Regions from separate parts of the Mus musculus genome. Here region 1 is linked to region 2. The links are chromatin contacts, called in public Hi-C maps. All regions are on one chromosome and are shown on one strand. The core of a region is the stretch at or near the end of the contact, and the rest is flanking DNA. Distances in the headings are between cores, read along the strand shown.

Region 1 (3,793 bases), core at 820-3,319, 210 kb after region 2:
CCCCCATTATCCCCTATGGCTACAGCACAGAATCCCTCAATCAAGGCAATGGGAGATGAATTTGTTCCTCACACTTATTGTCTTTTGAGTGTTCACTTCAATTAATCCAGTGCAGTTCTCATTCAGCGACATTGCCCAGGGGATGGGTAGGTATCACCTCTGTGTGGAAAAAGCTGCAGTCTCTTTGAGGAGCAAGAACATGACTGGAGAGAGAGAGAACAAGTCAGCAAGAGCCGGCCAGGGACCTCCTGCTTTATTCCTAGATCAAATGTACAGCTGAGGGCAAGGAAGAATAGATCTGAGTGAGGCTGTACTGTTGAGCACACTTCCATCCTACCGGCCTTACGACTTTTCTGCCTGTGCCCATGACTAGATACCAACATGTGGAACCTAGAGTCAGTCTTGTGTACATTGCCATGACATGGCTTTGAGTTCCTACAAGTCCATGAGAGAAGACTTGCAATCTAACTGTGTCAAAATGCATCTGCACGGTTGGAAAAACAACAAAACAAAGGAGGAAAGGAATGGAGAAAATGAAAGGGAGGAAGGGAGGGGAGGGAGGGAGAGGGAGAGAGGCTGGCAAGTGGTTAAGAGCGCTCCTTTCTCTTTCAGAGGACCCAGCCTCAATCCTTAGAACCCACATAGCATTTACGACCTTCTGTAATGCCAGTTTGGACCTCATTTTGCCTCAATGGGTAATGCACACACATGGTACAGATACATACAGACAGACAAAATACTCATCCATATAAACAAAATAAATATATATCTTTACAAGGTGCATCTGGTCATCTTGGAAAGTCCGTGCTATTTGGGATAAGGTTCCAGCGGAGACGTGCTAGCTTAGGCACAGGACTGATGCTCAGTAGCCATCTAAGCAAACGCATCCAGGAGGGATCTAATGGGGAAAGTGTAACTAATGAAATTAAATTTGAGGAAGAAAGATGAGCTCTGCTAATGATTAATGTTCAGCTTAATAGATCAGTGGGATACGCTGGGTAGAGAAGCTGCCCAGAGGGTTCTGGTCCAGTGCCCACGCAGAGGAAGAACAAAGGGGGAACACTCGCGCTCGCACCCCCTCCGGCCGCAGCTGTTCTCTGGGGAAATACAGTTATTAATTGCTCTGAAATGTCAGCAGCTTCACTTCAAAGTAGCTGCTCCCTCGAAGATGACTTTTAATGGGAATGTTTTCTCTTCCATGTGAAACTGTACTTGGGGGAGAGGGGACAGCAGTACCTAGCACCTTTCCTGTGTACCTACTTTTTACCATGAAGACGTCAGCCCCACTCAACAGTTGTGACAGAGATGCTATAGTTCCTAGCCATGCTTTCAAGTACGTTGGACACCCATGGAGGCATAGACAAGCTTGGAGAATCCCAGTTCTGGGGAACGGACAGATGAGAGGGTAGAACCCGGAAGTTCTTAGCAGCAGTAATACCTGTAGGCCAAAGGAGCAGGAATCCACATGGTCATCTGGCAGGAACTGGCTCCAGGTTCAGAGCATTGAAGTGGGGCTGGCTGTGTGTGGCTGCTCTTAACTTTCCAAGCACATTTGCTCACCAGGAAGGGGCCACTCTCCCGAGGACATATAGCCCCCCTCCCTCCATTCCTTTCATGAAGCACCAGGGCCTGTATCGACTTACATGTTTAGGCTGCAGGCCTGAACAAGCTGTCTGGAAGTGGACAGCTGGTAGAGAACTGGGAGCAAGCCGGCCCAACGGCTTGGCAGTGGGGAGGGGGCTTCTCCCCCAGGGGGGACATCTACATTACAGCCAAATAATCCCAGTATTTTTTACTTTGTCCTATTTAACTCTGCAGTCTTTAAAATAATGTAATCTCTAGGACTCAGTAACTTCCCCCAAATCCTATTGACCTGTGAGTCGGATAAGAATTGATCTCATTTGTGTCTGAATGAGTGAATGTTGTCTGTGCAGGCACAGACTTCAGGGCCAGGCTGGAATCCAGCAACATAAAAGCAGAGGCCTGTGTCTTGTGGTTACAGATTGGCACGAAAGCTATCGAGCTGGCCATTCTCATAGTCTGTAAGGGCTCTGGGGGACGAGGGAGCAGATGCCACAAGTCTGCCTCAGTATTTGTTGTCCAAGAACCTCGTGACCTTGCTGGAGTGTGTCTGATCAGCCTTTCCCCTGTGACTAAATATTTGGTCATGGCAGCAAGAGAGAATTTCATCAGTGGACAGCTCTATTGCTAAGGTTCAGGTTTTTGTTTTCTCTCCCATGAGGGAGCCACTCTGGCAGCTCTCAGCATCTCTCCCTGACAGCCACCCTTACATAATATTAAACAGGTGTTGGACTCTTCCTGCAAGGCAGGAGATGCAATGTAAAGGACCTGAGTGAGGCTTTGCTCCTTACGTTCTAGGCTTCTAGGCTGTTTCTGTATTCCTGGGGTCTCTTCGCCAAGCTAAAGTGATACTTAGATGCTTCCCATGGAAGAGGTGTGTGTGTGTGTGTGTGTGTGTGTGTGTGTGTGTGTGTGTGTGCTGATTATGTACTGGTCTCACATCGCACCCAACACACACTCCTTCTACTTGGTGAGCCAATTCATTCATTCAGATTCTCTTCTTTACATTTCTTCTTTCCTTCCCTCCCTCCCTTTCCCCCTTACTCCCACCCTTCCCTTCTTGATCTCTTAAAGAAATGCAAGAATGGAATATTGGCTAAATGAGAGGTAGAGACTGGAACACTGGCCCAGAACATCTCTCCTGTAGAGGGACCATGGGCTCAAGGATGAGCAGAAAACAGACCCAACATGAAGAGTTTTATATTCATCTAAAAAAAACCAGTATGCCTCTGGACAGTCAATTCCACAGAAGCCTTGGGGAAGGGAGCTTGTTTGTTTAGTTGGTTTGGTTTGTTTCTGTTGTTGTTGTTGTTAATATGATTTCATAAAGTAGTCCAGGCTGAACCTGAACTAAAAATTCTCAGACCTCTACCTCTTAAATAAAATGAGTGCAGATCTGTGGTATCACACATAACTCACAGAATACATTTATCCAAGACTTTTCCATAAAAGCCAACAGGAAGGCTACCTTTGATATATTTTTTATTCCAAATTTAATCAATGGCTTTGACATCTATCCTAATGGGCACATGTGACTTTTAAAAGATTCAGACTTCCTGGATTAAAATCTACCATCTTGGAGAGAGGGCTCAGTAGTTAACAACATTGGATGCTCACAACCTGCAACTCCCATCCCAGAGAATCGGACACGTTTTTCTGACCTCCATTGTACTGGATGCATGTGATTTACAGATATTTATGTAGGCAAAACATCCATCCACATGAAATTTAAAACTGCAATCTAACATATCTCATCTTTAAATAATCTGAACATGGAATTTTGACCTACCATGAGGGAACATTAATTTCTGAGGGTCCAAAACAACCAAAGTAAGCATAACAATGAGCAAATAAGATGGACTACAGCCAAAAACATCATTATAGAGATGTAGCCATAAACTGCTACTCGCTGAAGACTCATGGCATTAAAAGGGAAGGAAATAAGAGGGAAGGAAGGATGGAAGGAGAAAGGAAGGAAGAAAGGAAGGAAGGAAGGAAGGAAGGAAAGAAAGAAAGAAAGAAAGAAAGAAAGAAAGAAAGAAAGAAAGAAAGAAAGAAAGAAAGAAAGAAAGAAAGAAGTGAGGGAGAAAGAAGGAAGGAAGGAAGGAAAGAAAGAAACTAAGCCCGGTGATGCACATCTGTGATCTAGAATTCCAGCATTCTGGAAATGAAGCAGAATGATCATAAGTTAGGGGCCTCCCTGGGAATCACA
Region 2 (3,512 bases), core at 870-3,369:
AGAAACCTTAATTATGTGTGTATCTTTGTGTTTACATGTGTGCCCTACCCCCTACCACTACCACCAAAGTGCATGCAGGGGCTTGTAGATGCCAGAAGACGACATCAGGGTCATTTGGACCTATGGTTACAGGCCATCCTGAACTACTGAACATGGTAGGGGAAACTCCAGCCCTCTGTAAGAGCAGTCTGTGCTCTTCGCCTCTGACCTCCCTCCTCAGTCCCTCAGACTGTCATTTTAAAGAGTGCATTTTAATGTAGGATTTGTGACACACTTCTAATCCCTTCATCTCTTGGGAGGTTGAGGCAGAAAGATTTTGAGTTTGAGGCCAGCCTTTGCTACATAATGTCGTTCCTACAAAACCAGGAACTAGGGACTTAGCTCAGGAGCAAAGCACTTCCCTAGTATATATAATACTGCATTATATCCTTATCTGAAAAAGAAAAATCTTTTATTAAAATAATGAAAAACTCATTTTAAAAAATGAAATCTTTAGTTGACTAAAAAAAGAAACAAATCTCTTGGTTTACTGTGATATTTAGGGAAAAATAAGACCATAAAGTGTGTGCCTACAGATAATTGGGCAGGCAAATTTCTAAAGACTGCAGAGGCACTGCCTGCTTCAGGAAGGGCAGCAGGAGGTGGCAGATGCTCACGCATGCCATCACTGCTTATATTCCTTAAAAGTTTAGAAGTTTATGAGAATACATTATGTAAAATTTGATATGTATGCTTGACTAATTTCAGCAACTCTTCCTGAGGGTACATTGGTACTTAATCATTAGATAAAAACTACTGATGCAATAAAGCCAGAAACATTCAAGATCATTCAAATGACTAAAATTTCATCCACTGTACTTACATTCTTTGAGGGTAGTGGCTCTCAACCTTTCTAATGCCGAGACCCATTAATACCTCAAGTTGTGCTACCTCCAAACCACAAAATTATTTTCATTGCTACTTCAAAATTGTAATTTTGCTATTGTTATGAATTGTAATATAAATATCTGATATGCAAGACATCTAATATGTGACCCCTGTGAAAAGGTCACTTGACTTCCAAGAAGGGTCATGGCCCACAGACTGAGAACCACTGTTTTAGAGGGTTTACATGCACACACGCACATGTGTGTGTGTGTTAGAAAAACTTGCACCGTGAGATTGGTAATAAAGCATCGAAACAGGATTTTATATCTATTAAAAATCAGCAACATCAACAGATAACATTTTGGAATATCATTAGACAGATGGTGGGAAGTACATAAGAGTCTGAAGTAGTAGATATCAATCAACCCAGGCAGGCCAGTCTGAGCTACAGATCAAGACTTTGTCTCAGACACAAGGCAAACAAAAGCAGATCAAAACTAACAACAAATGAACAAAAAATAGAAATGCTGGTATAGACTACTTGCTTAATAAACTGTATGACTTGGTTTTGATGCCCAGTATAGAAAGAAAAGTTGGATATAATTGTGAGTATGAATTTTATTTTGATACTCAGAACCAAGTTTTATTAGAACTTAAACACATTTCCTACTTAATATTTAAGGAAGTGTCTTTTTCATGGTAAAGTCATTATATAAGTAATCAGAAGTATAATAAAAATGTGCATGTGAGTGAAAGAGCTTGTGATATAACCAACATGGCTCTGTAGTTAAAAGTAGCCAAACCTAACACTCTGAGTTTAATCCCTGGTACCCACCTGGTGGGAGGAGAGCAATATCTCCCAAAAGGTTTCCTCTGAATTGCCTAAACATGCTTGGCACACGTGTAAACCCCCTCCCCAAATAAATAAATAAATAAATAAATAAATAAATGTAATAATACATTTGTAAAAGAGTATGTGCTCTATTATAAAAATGGTTTCATGTACTCCACAGTGATTATGTGTTCTCTAATCATAAGGAACCAACAGGAGGAGACCAGATATATAGACATATTTCCCTGGCACAAACAGGATATAAACAGGATATCAGGAAATGGGTCAAACATCCCAGATAGTAACAGAATGAAGGACATGGGACAAAAACCGTGTAGTCATCTGTTCAGATCCAAGTGGCAAGGGATATGCTCATGTAGGAGGAATGCACAGCAGGAGTGACACACAGGACATGCAGACATCAGATGACAGAAGAGACAAAGCTGCAGATGGGTCAGAGCTCTGGAATTTGGCTGAGGCCTGAGGGCATGGTTGTTTAATTTCCGAGTGTGCCAAATTCTTCACCATTTCTGCTCTTCCACTTTTATGTATTTGAAAATCAGGGCTTTCAGAACCATGTTTTAGTATTGCTTGGAAAGAGGAAGAGAAGGAGGAGGAGGAGGGGGAGGAAGAAGAAGAGGAGGAGGAGGAAGATGAGGAGACGATATTATAATAATCATTATTATTGTTTTAATAGATGATGCCTCAGAAACATCTGACAGACACACTCAAAATATAATTCTTAGCTCATGCTAAAGTGGGGTAGATCATGTTCAGCTTTCAACCAATAAGCTTGAGTCTAGAATCTTCTCTTTCCCCCAACTATGACTCCTGACAAAAGTATATTTGATTTGAGAAAATAATTCACTACACTCCGTTTCCAGGGCGAGTATGGTGGGTGGTGTCTATTCAGGGAAGTTCTAGATGCTTATCTCTCTGCCTGGCTGCCTCAGAGATGTGATCAGTACACTGGTTTTAATGATTCTAGTAAATGAAATATTGATGTTTTTAGAACAGGAGCCTGTGACACTAAGCAAATGTGCCTCTCTAAAGAAACTGTCTAGATATGCTTAAGTCATTTTGAATTAACTAAGTCACTAGCCCTTTTCCAATTAGCAGTAGCTATTTTCCCGTACAGATAAAAACTAAATATTTTATTGGTCGTTACAAAAAAAAAATCCCATGTTTTAAGTAGGAAACAGATTTGTGTTTCTTTCTCCACAAATGTGATATCCATCAGATACTGGGTCGTGAGGATAAATTAGACCATCACTTGGCAGGGGAAGCACACATTACAGCTAATGGGCTGCAGATAAGCCCTCTCCAAGTCCCAGGAAAAACTGCGTCAAAGTCTGTTGTGGAACTGGAGGCAGTTCTGTGAGATTCAGCGTCTCAGTAGTAGACTGAGACTGACTTTACAGAAAAGCATTTAAGCTCTTCAGGACGTTAGCCTCTCATAGTGTAAGGTGCCAAGATAACTTCAGACCATTCTAAGACCAAGGGGCTTTGCTTGCTAGCTCATAGTTTGTCCCGTTTTTATTTTACTTTATTATTTTTTCAAGTTTTTATTTTCTTTATTAATTTCATGGTCTGGTGAGATACTCAGCTAAGAAAGTCTACGATTGATGTCTGCCATTTAACTGAGCAACAAAACCGCAGAGCTGGCAGCCAATAAGTGGGTTAGTGAAACGGACAGACAGCTCTCAAAAGAAGAAACACAAATAGCCAAGAAATGCTTTTTAATATGTCCAACAATCTTAGCTATCATTGATGCTCTGAGAAAGGAAACTTGTCCACTACTGGGGGAGTAGAC

What was found. A called contact is a pair of places that touch in the nucleus more often than the background predicts.
Region 1: a Hi-C map of muscle stem cells shows a contact between it and region 2, with 2.6 times the contacts expected there. The contact joins two enhancer-like sites. A contact is called at or near these places in 1 of 15 datasets of contacts at CTCF or cohesin (stem cell-derived epiblast-like cells), 33 of 484 Hi-C or Micro-C datasets (the 3T3-L1 cell line, Sertoli cells, adipose-derived mesenchymal stem cells and 18 more) and 2 of 115 datasets of contacts at active chromatin or transcription factors (fibro-adipogenic progenitors and heart atrium).

What each region holds. Positions count from the first base shown.
Region 1 is chr7:40,274,237-40,278,029 of GRCm38.p6, forward strand. No RefSeq gene overlaps it. Among named protein-coding and RNA genes, the nearest start is that of Gm38996, 20 kb to the right of the region's middle. Within about 2 kb of position 2,070, at least 14 of the 459 cell types and tissues checked have an H3K27ac peak or open chromatin away from gene starts, as enhancers often do. A contact at or near this core is called in adipose-derived mesenchymal stem cells and muscle stem cells, where this site is marked.
Region 2 is chr7:40,062,717-40,066,228 of GRCm38.p6, forward strand. No RefSeq gene overlaps it. Among named protein-coding and RNA genes, the nearest start is that of Gm34052, 200 kb to the left of the region's middle. Within about 2 kb of position 2,120, at least 23 of the 459 cell types and tissues checked have an H3K27ac peak or open chromatin away from gene starts, as enhancers often do. A contact at or near this core is called in adipose-derived mesenchymal stem cells and muscle stem cells, where this site is marked.